2 separate regions of the Ovis aries genome follow, and region 1 is linked to region 2. A link is a contact called in public Hi-C data. All regions are on one chromosome and are shown on one strand. The core of a region is the stretch at or near the end of the contact, and the rest is flanking DNA. Distances in the headings are between cores, read along the strand shown. Region 1 overlaps SLC5A10 (solute carrier family 5 member 10). Region 2 overlaps GRAP (GRB2 related adaptor protein).

Region 1 (5,213 bases), core at 1,885-4,384, 47 kb after region 2:
CGGGCCCTGGGCCGAGGGCAGGAGGCTGGGAGTGAGGCTCCAGCCCAGAGCGTGGCCCAGCCTGCCCCCTCCCCCCTCCCTGCTCTGCAGAAGGTGGCGGGTCCACAGGGTGACACACTCTGGAGCTAAACACTGTGGGTCGACGGGGTATTTTCACTGGAAGGAATGTGTGACCCTGGCCGCCTCGTTCTCGCCTCTGAGCCTGCCCCCTCCCAGCTCGGGCAGGTAGCCAAAGGCTCCTGTGGGCCCAGCCCTGGCCAAGTGTCACCTTGTCGAGAGCCTGCCTCCCTGCCCGCAGGCTGGCTGTGCCCAGACCTGTCCCAGGAGCACTTCCTTTGCCGGTAATCCCGGGGCCCGCCCTCGGGCTCGCCGCCCCTGCCCAGCTCTGCAGTGACCTGCCCTCAGGTCATGGGACCCAGGGTGCAGGTTGTCCCTGCTAGGGTCATACGCACGACCATGGACGTGCTGGGCACCAGCCTGAGGGCAACGCCAGGAGCCAGGCCTGGGCCACAGCACTGCCCTCTAGCACTATAACCTTGGGCAGAGACACTGAGGTCTCTGGGCCTCAGCCTTTTGGTCTGAAAATTGGGAATATTGTCACTTATTTGGCAGGGCTTCCATGAAGAGTTAGGTAGGCCTGTGGGGGCAGGGCACTGGGTGCTGAACTTCCTTCCGTCCTGTCTGCAGTTGGGGCAGCCGTGGCCCCAGCTCTGGTGTGAGTGCCATAGGGCTCCCTGCGCCCCTCTGAGCTGTGGTCTGGCTGGTGACCCCTCACGTCTAGCTCTCAGGGCAGCCCCCTAGCTGAACCCCTGAGCTGACACAACACAGTCTGAAAACAGCTGCAGTATTGCTTGGACTCAGCCCACTCCCAGGAGGTGGGAGGGTTGGCGCCAGCCCCTCCCCAGCCTGAGGCTCCCAGCTGTCTCCAGACCCCCGCCTGCCTGCTCAGCTGGGCCCTGACTCCCCCAGGCCCAGGGGACGTCGGCACAAGTGCCCACACTACACATGGGAAACAGGCCTTGAGAAGACAACCCCAGCCTCTGACCCCATGCCCAGGGCTGGGGACATCTAGGGTGACTCGGTGCTAAGGGGTGCCCAGGCCAGGGAGCCAGGGCTCATGGTTACCACTTAGGATGGCACCAGAGCTGTGAGATGCCTGGCTGCTTGGAAAAGATAGCTGGCTTTGTGCAGCTGAACTGGAAAAACCAGCAGCCGCCTGGGCGAAGGCTAGACCCATTTCTGAGGAACAAAGGAACCCCAGGCAGGGTGGCCATGGGAAGGTGCCGGGTGAGGGTGTACGGATTCCAGCTCCTCCTGGACAGGCTGGTCCCCGCCCTCTCCTGGTACTAGGGCCTCCCCTTCTCCTGACCTGCTTTCTCAGACCCTGGCCTGGCTCTGCAAGGGACTCAGGGCACTTTTTGCTGGCCGTGACCCGGAGGGCACTATGATACCTGCATCTTGCAGGTGGCGGCCAGAGATGCTGCTCAGCGATCGCAGGACAGCCCCCAACAGAGAACTGCCTGGCCTAGCATGTCACGAAGCCAATCGGCTTGGCCCCAGGGAGGAGCCAGGAGCACCCCACCCCTGCTCTGTCCCCTGCCCCCAAGGTTGCATCCCATCCCAGCTTCACTATTCTGGGGGATGCCAGGGGGAGTATTGGTTCCCCATGCCTCATAAAACAGACCCTTTAGAAGAAGGCACCCGGACACAGCTGTCTGTCCCCAACCTGGCCTGAACTTGCTGTCACCCGTCAGGCCTGCTCAGGGTGGTCTCAGGACCTCCCCATGGCTCCTCCAACCCAAAAAGTGCCAGCAGGGCCTGGAGGGTGAAAGCCGCAGGGTGCAGGTGCAGGCTGTCCTCAGTCCCTAGGGGCTGGACCCTGTCCTCTGGGAGGCCTTGGGCAAATCAGTCTGCTCCCTGAGCCACCTGACCCTTGTGTATGGCCAAGCATCCCTGCCTCCCTGGGCCCGAGTCCACACCGTTCCAGATGTTTTCCACTCCTCTGTGTCCCTCCTGCTCCTTCTTTCTGAGTGGAAGGGAGAGAGAAGGGAGATGCCACTCCCATTGCACTGCATGGCACAGCTCCCCTTGTCCCCTCCAGTTTAGGGAGCAGCACTGAGCACCTAGCCCCTCCCCCTATGCACTCAATCTTCACAGCATCAGGGGGTGGACAGGCCCATTTCACAGCTGAGAACACTGAGGCGGGGGGAGGCCAGCTTGCATCCCTTTGCACCAGGACTTGGGCTGTGTTTGACCAGAGCTCAAGAGTGACCCACTTGCTCAGAGAGGGGGGTCTGGGCTGGTTCCCCCGCCTTCCACCAGCCCCATGTGTACACAGGAGACTCCGTGGAGCCCTCGTGCCCAGCACACCCTGCCCTGTTCATCCACCCTTGGGGCGGTGGCACCCTTGGGGCGGTGGATGAAGCTCTGCCCAGCCATCTTCCTCTTTTGACCCATCACTGCCCCCGCACGTATCAGGAAATAGGCTCCCAAGGATCCGGGGATCACCCAGGGCCAGGGCAACCCATTTGTGTCCCCCGCCTGCTGTGTACTCTGCTGGGGGCATCCCAGGCTCAGAGACAATGCGGCTTTGTGGATCCTCCACTTCTGCTCGCCCGAGCCCTAGCTCCTGAGACGTTACCTCATCTGGGCCCGGCCCCACTGGATGGGACCGGACCCACCCCCACCCAGGACCAAACAGCCAGGCGCTGCCATGCGGGGGAGCCACCACAAGCCCCTGCCTGCTGCTGGGCCCCAGGGCTGGACAGGCCTGGAGTGGTAGGCCAGGCCCCCATCATGCAGTCAGGGAAACTAAGGCCCAGAGAGGGTCAGAGTCACTTAGAGTCATACAAAGCATCGGGCGAAGCTGAGGCCTGCCTCCCCCACGGATTGAGTCACTCTGAGCTGTAGGTGGTGACCTTCTGAGCCCTTCATGGGACAAGCTTTGGGGAGGGTGGGGGCAGACACTGGTGGGAGGGGAGTCCTGGCTGGGAGGGGAGTCCTTCAAGTCCTCAGTCCTTGAAGGCTGAGGAGAAGCTGCGGCCTGAGAGTGCCAAGCTCTGGGCCAGGAACCCACAGAAGCTGTGGAGCAGGGCTGCGGTCAGGCACAGGCGACAGGGGAAGGCCTCACACCGCCTCCAGGAGCTTTGTTCAGACTTCTGGTCCCTGAGCCTGTTTTGTGTTTGGTGCAAAGTCACGGGCACTAATTGTCCTGGGCCGCGGCCAGCTTCCTGCTGAGCTGGCTGTATGCAGACAAGCAGTGGGGGAAGCCAGCCTGGGAGCAGAGGTTTATCTGCCTTCTGGGCTGGGCTGCACGGCCAGGTGGGCATCCCCGGAACCTGCCCCTCAACCTCTGCAGGTCCTACCCTGGGGCTCCCCAGGTGAGGGGTCTGCGACCCGTCACAGAAGGGACAGACATGGAGTACCCAGGGCCGAGGGCTGGAGTGGAGATAGCCTCCAGTTCTTTTGTCCAGCCGGACTCAGGCCCACCTCCCTCAGGCACAGAACCCTGCCCCCGCCACTGTCAGCCTTTGCACCCTGTGAATGCATACATTCTTCCTGGATGGACCCCCCGATCCCTACTCTCATTCCTCTGTGGCTCCCTTCTGCCCCATAGGGTCTTTCATCTGGCTGGCCCCACTCTGCAGGCTCCATAGCCCACCCTTCTCCCCCAGAGCCCTCCCGGCTCTCAGTCAGACCTTTGTCGTCCTGAGTCTGGTGTGCCTCACCCTCTGCCCACCCTGACTAGCTCGTCCTCATCTGTCACACATCATCCTGGATGCCAGCCTGCCCTGGAGGCTGCCTACAGCCAGGGTCATTATCCACCTGCTCCCCTCTCTCCAGTACGGGGTTGTTGTCACGGTCACCCCTTTGTGGGCTGGGGACCTTGGCAGGGATCAGTGAATGACTTAGTAAGCTGTCACTGGGCGAGGGCAACAGATGGGGGTGTCGCAGAAGGTGTGACAGGCCAGCACCCCCGGTGTGAACAGGGCCCCCCCGGAGGGAGTAAGAAGCTAGTCACTGGGGCACGCAGAGGATTTCAGGCTCAGATTCCCTGGGGCTTGTGTTAAAAATGGAGTTCCTGAGCTCAGCCCTCCAGAGTGGGAGCTGGGACAGTCGCGAGCTGGGCGATGCTTGCACCCCCTGAGCCCGTCTGCCTCTTGCCCTGAGGTTTCACGTCAGGGTGCCCTCAGTTGTCCTTTCAACCCCCAGGTCTCAGCCAGGCCTGCCCTGCCCACCCTGGGGTCTCCCCACCACTGGGCTTTCATGCCTGCTCTCCCCTCCAAACAGGAAGCTCTCCTGATGGGAGGGGAGCCTGTCCCCAGATCCCGGCATATCCACAGACTTGCAGAGAGGGAGGGCTCTGACGCCCAGAGAAAGGCAGGAGGAATCTAGCCTTGACACGGGGCTGGGCTGGACCAGGTCTGCCTCTGACGCCTGGGTGACCCTCTACTCCCTCTGGGTCTTGGCTCCCCTTCTGTGGTCTCTTGGGACCTCTCTGGCCGGCTCCTGAGCTGACTGTGCCAGCCCAGCAAGGAGGGGTATGGCCATTTCCTGAACCACCCTGGGAACCAGGCAGGGGGTTGGCTCTGTGGGAAGAGGGGGAGGTTGCCAGTATCCTTGCCTCCAGGGCTCAAGGAACAGGGACACCGTGGTGACAGGGAGATGGGGGTGGGGTGCGGGGGTGGGCACAGCGGTCACCCATGCTGGGAAGGCCACAGATCTGCCTGAGTGCAGGACCCAGGTCCCTCAGGGCAGCCCCATACCCCACTACACAGCCCCCAGCCACCCGCTGGACCTTCCTGAAACGTGTCCACCTCCCCCTCCTGCTGGAGACCTGCAGTAGCATTCCCCAGGCTGGACCCACCTCCCCTACCCACTTGGCCAGGACCCACACATGCACTACCCCTTTCTTTAGGCCCTCCCTCTGTCTTATCCTTCCTGTCCACGCTCGCCTGGATCCCTCCCCAGGCCCAGGTAGGGTGCTCAGTGCTGGGTGGTGTAATTCCGTCTCCTGTCTCCAACCCAGAATCTCAGGGTGCGGAGCAGTGGAGGAACCGAGTTCTTCACGCGGTCGGCCACCAAGTTCAAGGGTGCCCTGGCCCAGAAGTTCATGTTCGTGGATGGCGACCGGGCCATCTGTGGCTCTTACAGGTGACTCTGGCTTTCTGGGGGCTGGGGGAGAGGCGGCTCCGGTTCCCAGCTGGTTTCTG
Region 2 (5,227 bases), core at 509-3,008:
CCCGTGAGTAGCTCCCCCACATCCACAGGCCCCCTGCCCCGCTGCCAAATGTCCCCTCCCAGCCTGGCCCAGACAGAGTGACCTGCAAGGCCTCACCTCAGCCTCCCTCCATCAGTCTGGAGCCCCCTGTCTGTACCCTGAGCAGAAATGGGGGACAGAGGTGTGATGACTTGTCCCAAGTGGTGGTAGTCTGGGCCAGTCCAGGCCACAACACCGAGGACCTGGGACACCAGAGAGCAACTGGGCCCTGGAGAAGACGGGGCCTGGGCACTCAACGGTGGGCCCACCGGCTGCGGCGTGGCCTCAGGCAGGCCCTGGCTCTCTCTGATCTTGTTTCTCTGTCTGCAGTCCAAGGAGGGCCAAGGCTCCACTCGTGGGGGGTCCTAGGAGCCTGTGCGGGGGTGGGAGTGAGGGGCCAGGAAGGAGAGGGGCAGGAAAGAGGCAGCCCTGAGGGCCCTGCCACTGGAGCAGGGGAGTGGGGGGAGCTGGACACTGGCCAGGTAGAGCTGGGACAGGGCAGAGCAGGAGTCAGGTGTGGGGCCCAGGCAATCCCAGGCCTGGGAACTGCTGGCCCAGGGAAGTCCCTGGTCAGGCCTTCAACGTTGAATGCCCTAGTCTCAGCCCCGGGACAGGTCTAAGTGGTCAAGAATCTGTGAAAAACCAAGTGGATATGCGTGGAGTGAAGGCTGAAGTAGCCTTGAGACACAGTCATTCACCAAACACTGGCTATGGCCCCAGGGACCCAGCCCGGGTGATGCTGGAGACACGTGTTGAGATGCTCGGGTCAGAGCACCCATGTCCCAGGGAGAGACAGGAGGTAAAGAAAGAATGACAAGAGAAGGCAGTCAGCACTGAGATAACTAACCAGGGAGGCCTTCTCGGAAGAGGTGACAAACTGAGGTTTTGAAGGATGTGTGTAGGAGTTAGCTGCGTAGAGTCAGAAAAGGGCATTCCTGGGAGAGGGGCAATAAGAACCCCTGGCTGTGGGCCTGCCAGCGGGGCCTCAGAGCCTGGGTGGAGGGTGGGAGGAGCCACGGATGGGTTTCAGCGTGGATGGGGGTCCTGATGCGGAGGCAGGTGACAGGGCTGGGAAGGCTAGAGGGGGCAGGCTGGGAGGTGTGACATGTGTGTGGTTGTGGGGTGAAAGGAGAGCAAGGTGCAGGGCCAGGGTGGGGCCTGGAGGCTGTTTCCTCTTTATCTGTCTTTGAGTTCTTTCCAAAGCTGCCACCACCTCCGGCTTCCTGTGTTGGGCAAGGCCTCTACCCACCTAGCTCCCCTGTCTGGGCTCCAAGCACTCCCACCCCACGACAGATCCTATAGCCTGGACTCCAGGCCTGCAAGGTCTCTGGGCTGTGTGACCTTGATTTCCTTAAAGGGAGACAGATGGAGAGAACCTGCCAGGGCCACCAGCCAGTGCCAGGTCAGTGAAAGGCACAGTGGAAGTGGGAGCCTCCAGGTGGAGGCTGTGGCCCAGCGAAGGCTGCGAGCCTAGGAGGTTGGAGGCCACTGAGAAACCCAAGTAGAGGCTTTGGTTTACTCAGAAGGAAAGAAAAGCTGATGGATTTCAGGGCCATGCCCTTTGGCGCAATATGGTGGTTGAAGCCAGTCTCCAGCAGGGTGGGTAGCAGCCGTGGAAGGTTCCATGTCTGATGGCCCTGGGGTCCCTGGGACAGATCAGGGACCAAGGGCATTTCCCCCACCTGACTGAGGCCAGGTCCAGGTGCGTTCTGGGCTAACTTCACCCTTGCCCTGGCTCTGAAATAGCAGTGGGGAAAGTCCAGCCAGCTACTGACTCAGCCCCTGGGGCTCCAGTGCAGGACGTGGCAGGGCAGGGTTCTCGGGGGGGGGCCCTGATCACCACCACCACCCTGCAGCCCAGGGAGCCTGGGGCAGGTGTGATGGAGGCCATCTACTCCCAGGGCCTCTGGGCATCGCAGGCAGGGTCCATCGAGGGTCTGACCCCGTTGTGTGGGGGTCTAGGAGTGCATGGTCTGCTGGGCCGGGGAGGTAGAGTAGAAGTTTGCCAGGAGTGTGGGCAGACCAGCTAACGGTGGGGGAGGTGGGGTCCGCATGGGTGAAGGTCGGAGCAGTGGCGGTAAACCCCTGCAGGTGGCGGTGCCCTCGTCCTCCCAATGGCCCTGCGAGCTGGGTGCTCTCGTCAGTGTCTTGTGGGCCAGGAGATGGTGGCACAGAGACGAGTGGCCTGTCCAGGGTCAGAGACGGAGGGAGGTTTGCCTCAGGTACTGTGGGCCTGGGCTATGCCCACCAGGACGAAGTTGGGGAAATTTGCCGGGCAAATCTTGGGAGAGGACCTCTGCTCCTTCTTGGGCCTCAGTTTCCACATCAGTAAAATGGGGGCTAAGTGAGGAGTGAGGTGGGTTCTGGGGGTGTCAGGATGGGGAGGCTGGTTTCTCCCATCCTGTCCTTTGAGCCACTGAGGACCAGGAGGGGGCTGGGCAGCCTCCTCAAGACTGCGGTTGCAAAAGCCTTTGAGGGTGACGGCCGCCCACACACAGACGCCTCCTGTGGGGTTTTGTGGGTTCTTCAGAGACACCGGGGTCGGGAAACGCCCACATGGGGCCCCACTGGACCCCTGCTCCCCCGTGGCAGCACCTACACCTGTTCCTGCTGGGGGCTTCCCGGAGGAGCTCCGTTCCGGGCACCCCCAAGCCCCGGGCCCTCCACGTCCCAGCTCAGCCTCCAGCCTGGAGGTTCCTCCGGGACTCCCAGAGACCCAGGCTGAGCTCTAAGAGGCAGCCTGGAGCCCCACCCTTGGCCGCCACTTCCACCGCCTCCACTCCAGAAAAACCCACCATGAGATGGGCCCAGGCCTCCTCACCCCCTAGCATGGGGGCAGTTGTGGGCTAGAAGCTCACTTTTGGGGTATGGGCTCCCAGGAGTGGCATCTAGAACACAATGTCAGGACCAGGATTTTATTTTGGGGTGGAAAGTGGGGAGGAGACTTGAAACTGCTCCTTCTGGTTGGAACCAGGGTGCCAACGCCATGAGCTGAGCAAGGTGCCTGTCCTGCTCCCCTCGGTCACCACCTGAGACATTGGGGGCCCAACCTGCCCACACACAGGCCGGGCACATCAGTAAAAAGCCCTCGGAGGAGCTGTCAGCACTCACACATGGCAGGCAGGGGAGGGGCAGGTAGGGCTACAGGCAGGACCCTGTCTGCCTGCACCTGAGCCCCTGTGCTGGGCTTGCAGAGCTCTCTGTCAAATCCTGACATGACAGGAAATTCCCGCCTCGTATCCGCCCTGGCGCTCAGACTCAGGAAGGGGAGAAGGGAAACGGCTCAGGGAAGGGAGGCTTGGCGGCCTCGGGGCGCCAAGGTCTCACGGTGAGATTCCGGCCACACTGGGCTTTGGTTTCCCCATGTGAACATCAAGAGTGGACTAAAACCCTGGGGCTGAGAAGCCAGCTGGAGATCACCTGGGCCCTCTGAGGGTAGGTGATTCCCAAAGAGCCAGACTCTGCCAGACTGCCTGGTGCATTTACAAGGAACCTTCTATATACCCAGTTCTGTTTGGTCAGAAGGAAGAGGGACTTGAACCTGTGAGGAAAAGTCCAAGTGGCCTCAGTCTGTGCATCTGTGAAATGGGTACAGGGAGAGACTCTTCCTCGCCAGAGCAATATTTCTCTTTGGTGGTGGTTTACTCGCGAAATTGTGTCTGACTGAAAAAAAGACAAAATAAATTGTGTTTGACTGTTCACAATCCCACAGATTGTAGCCAACTAGGCTGTCTCTGTCCATGGAATTCTCCAGACCAAGAATACTGGAGTGGTTTGCCATTTCCTTCTCCAGAGAATCTTTCCTACCCAGGGACTGAACCTGGGTCTCTTGCATTATAGGCAGATTCTTTACCATCTGAGCCACCAGGGAAACCCGTTTCTCTCTGGTCATCTTTAAAATATTTTTTCACTTTTAAGAACCTACAATAGGAAATGTAAAAGCCCAGGTCAGGGTGGCTGGGTCAGAGTTCACTGAGGTGTGTGTTTGCCTGAGTCTGTGCTCATGTTAAGTCACTCAGTTGTGTCTGACTCTTTGTGACCCCGTGAACTGTAGCTTGCTAAGCCCTGGGATTCTCCAGGTGAGAATACTGGAGTGGGTTGCCATGCCCTCCTCCAGGGGATCTTCCCAACCCAGGGATCGAACCCGAGACTCTTGCGTCTCCAGCATTGGCAGGTGGGTTCTTTACTACTAGCGCCACCTGGGAAGCCCCGTGTGTTTGTTTGGTGTGTTGGCAAAGGTTTGTGCTCGGGAGGCAGAATGCTGGGACTAAGTACAGCTCCTGTCTGCCACCATCTGTGACCTTGGGTACATGACTTCTGCCTCTCCGGGCCTTAGGTTGATAGTCTGTAAAGTGGGTGCAGTCGCACCTCCTGTGTCCAGGACTGCTGGGAGGACCTGGCTGTGATGGGTGCCCGGCACTGGGCAGGGTGGCCGGCCCCTGCCCTCACGTTGCCCTCTCTGCAGGTGGTACTCGGGCCGGATCTCCCGGCAGCTGGCGGAAGAGATTCTGAGGAAGCGAAACCACCCAGGAGCCTTCCTGATCCGGGAGAGCGAGAGCTCCCCAGGGGAGTTCTCTGTCTCTGTGAAGTGAGTTCTGACCCGAATACGCGGAGGAGGGTGGGCAAGGACAGGCCCTTGGAGCGGGGAGGGAACGACAGACCCCTGGAAGCAAATGATCGTCTGGGTGTGAGGTGACTGCAGGGAGTGGCCCTGGGCAGTGAGGATTGGAGGCTGACTGGGAGTCCTCCCATGCCAGGCCAAAGTGTCAGCCATTTTTCCATGAGCAGCAAGTCACCAGGGGAAGCTGATATGACAAGGCTGCAGGGGGAGAGCAGCAGGCCCCCCAGGGTAGGTGTCCAGGGTGTGCTCTGAACAGGGTCCCCCTTGTGCTACGCAGTCAAGAGGATGGACCCTGGGGCCAGAGCGCTTAGGTTCACGTTCCAGCTCAGCCGTTTCCTGTCTGTGTGACTTTGGGCATGTCACTTAACCTCTCTGTACCTGTTTCCTCACGTGTAAAATGAGTTATTGCGAGGAGCAAATGAGTCATTCTATCGAGAGCCGTTAGAACAGTGGCTGCCACTGAAGCAGGGTAGCAGCCTCTGGGCAGAGCAGAACCTGAAACCAGAAGTCACAATGGGGCAATAAGGAGTCCAGGTGGAAGGAGGGGCAGGAACCGGGGAGGGGGTCGGGCCCTGCTTGTCTCTGTCC

The links. A called contact is a pair of places that touch in the nucleus more often than the background predicts.
Region 1: a contact with region 2 is called in a Hi-C map of liver, with 2.1 times the contacts expected there. The contact joins two enhancer-like sites. A contact is called at or near these places in 7 of 16 Hi-C or Micro-C datasets (hypothalamus, liver, mixed tissues and 3 more).

The regions. Positions count from the first base shown.
Region 1 is chr11:33,997,732-34,002,944 of ARS-UI_Ramb_v3.0, forward strand. The region is part of intron 9 of SLC5A10 (solute carrier family 5 member 10); the gene reads right to left. It overlaps FAM83G (family with sequence similarity 83 member G), which reads left to right. Exons shown (of 6, transcript XM_027974812.2): 4 at 5,030-5,154. Among named protein-coding and RNA genes, the nearest start is that of FAM83G, 18 kb to the left of the region's middle. Within about 2 kb of position 3,135, at least 14 of the 54 cell types and tissues checked have an H3K27ac peak or open chromatin away from gene starts, as enhancers often do. A contact at or near this core is called in liver, where this site is marked.
Region 2 is chr11:33,951,738-33,956,964 of ARS-UI_Ramb_v3.0, forward strand. It overlaps GRAP (GRB2 related adaptor protein), which reads left to right. Exons shown (of 4, transcript XM_060394842.1): 2 at 1-3; 3 at 4,484-4,606. Among named protein-coding and RNA genes, the nearest start is that of GRAP, 8.7 kb to the left of the region's middle. Within about 2 kb of position 1,759, at least 6 of the 54 cell types and tissues checked have an H3K27ac peak or open chromatin away from gene starts, as enhancers often do. A contact at or near this core is called in liver, where this site is marked.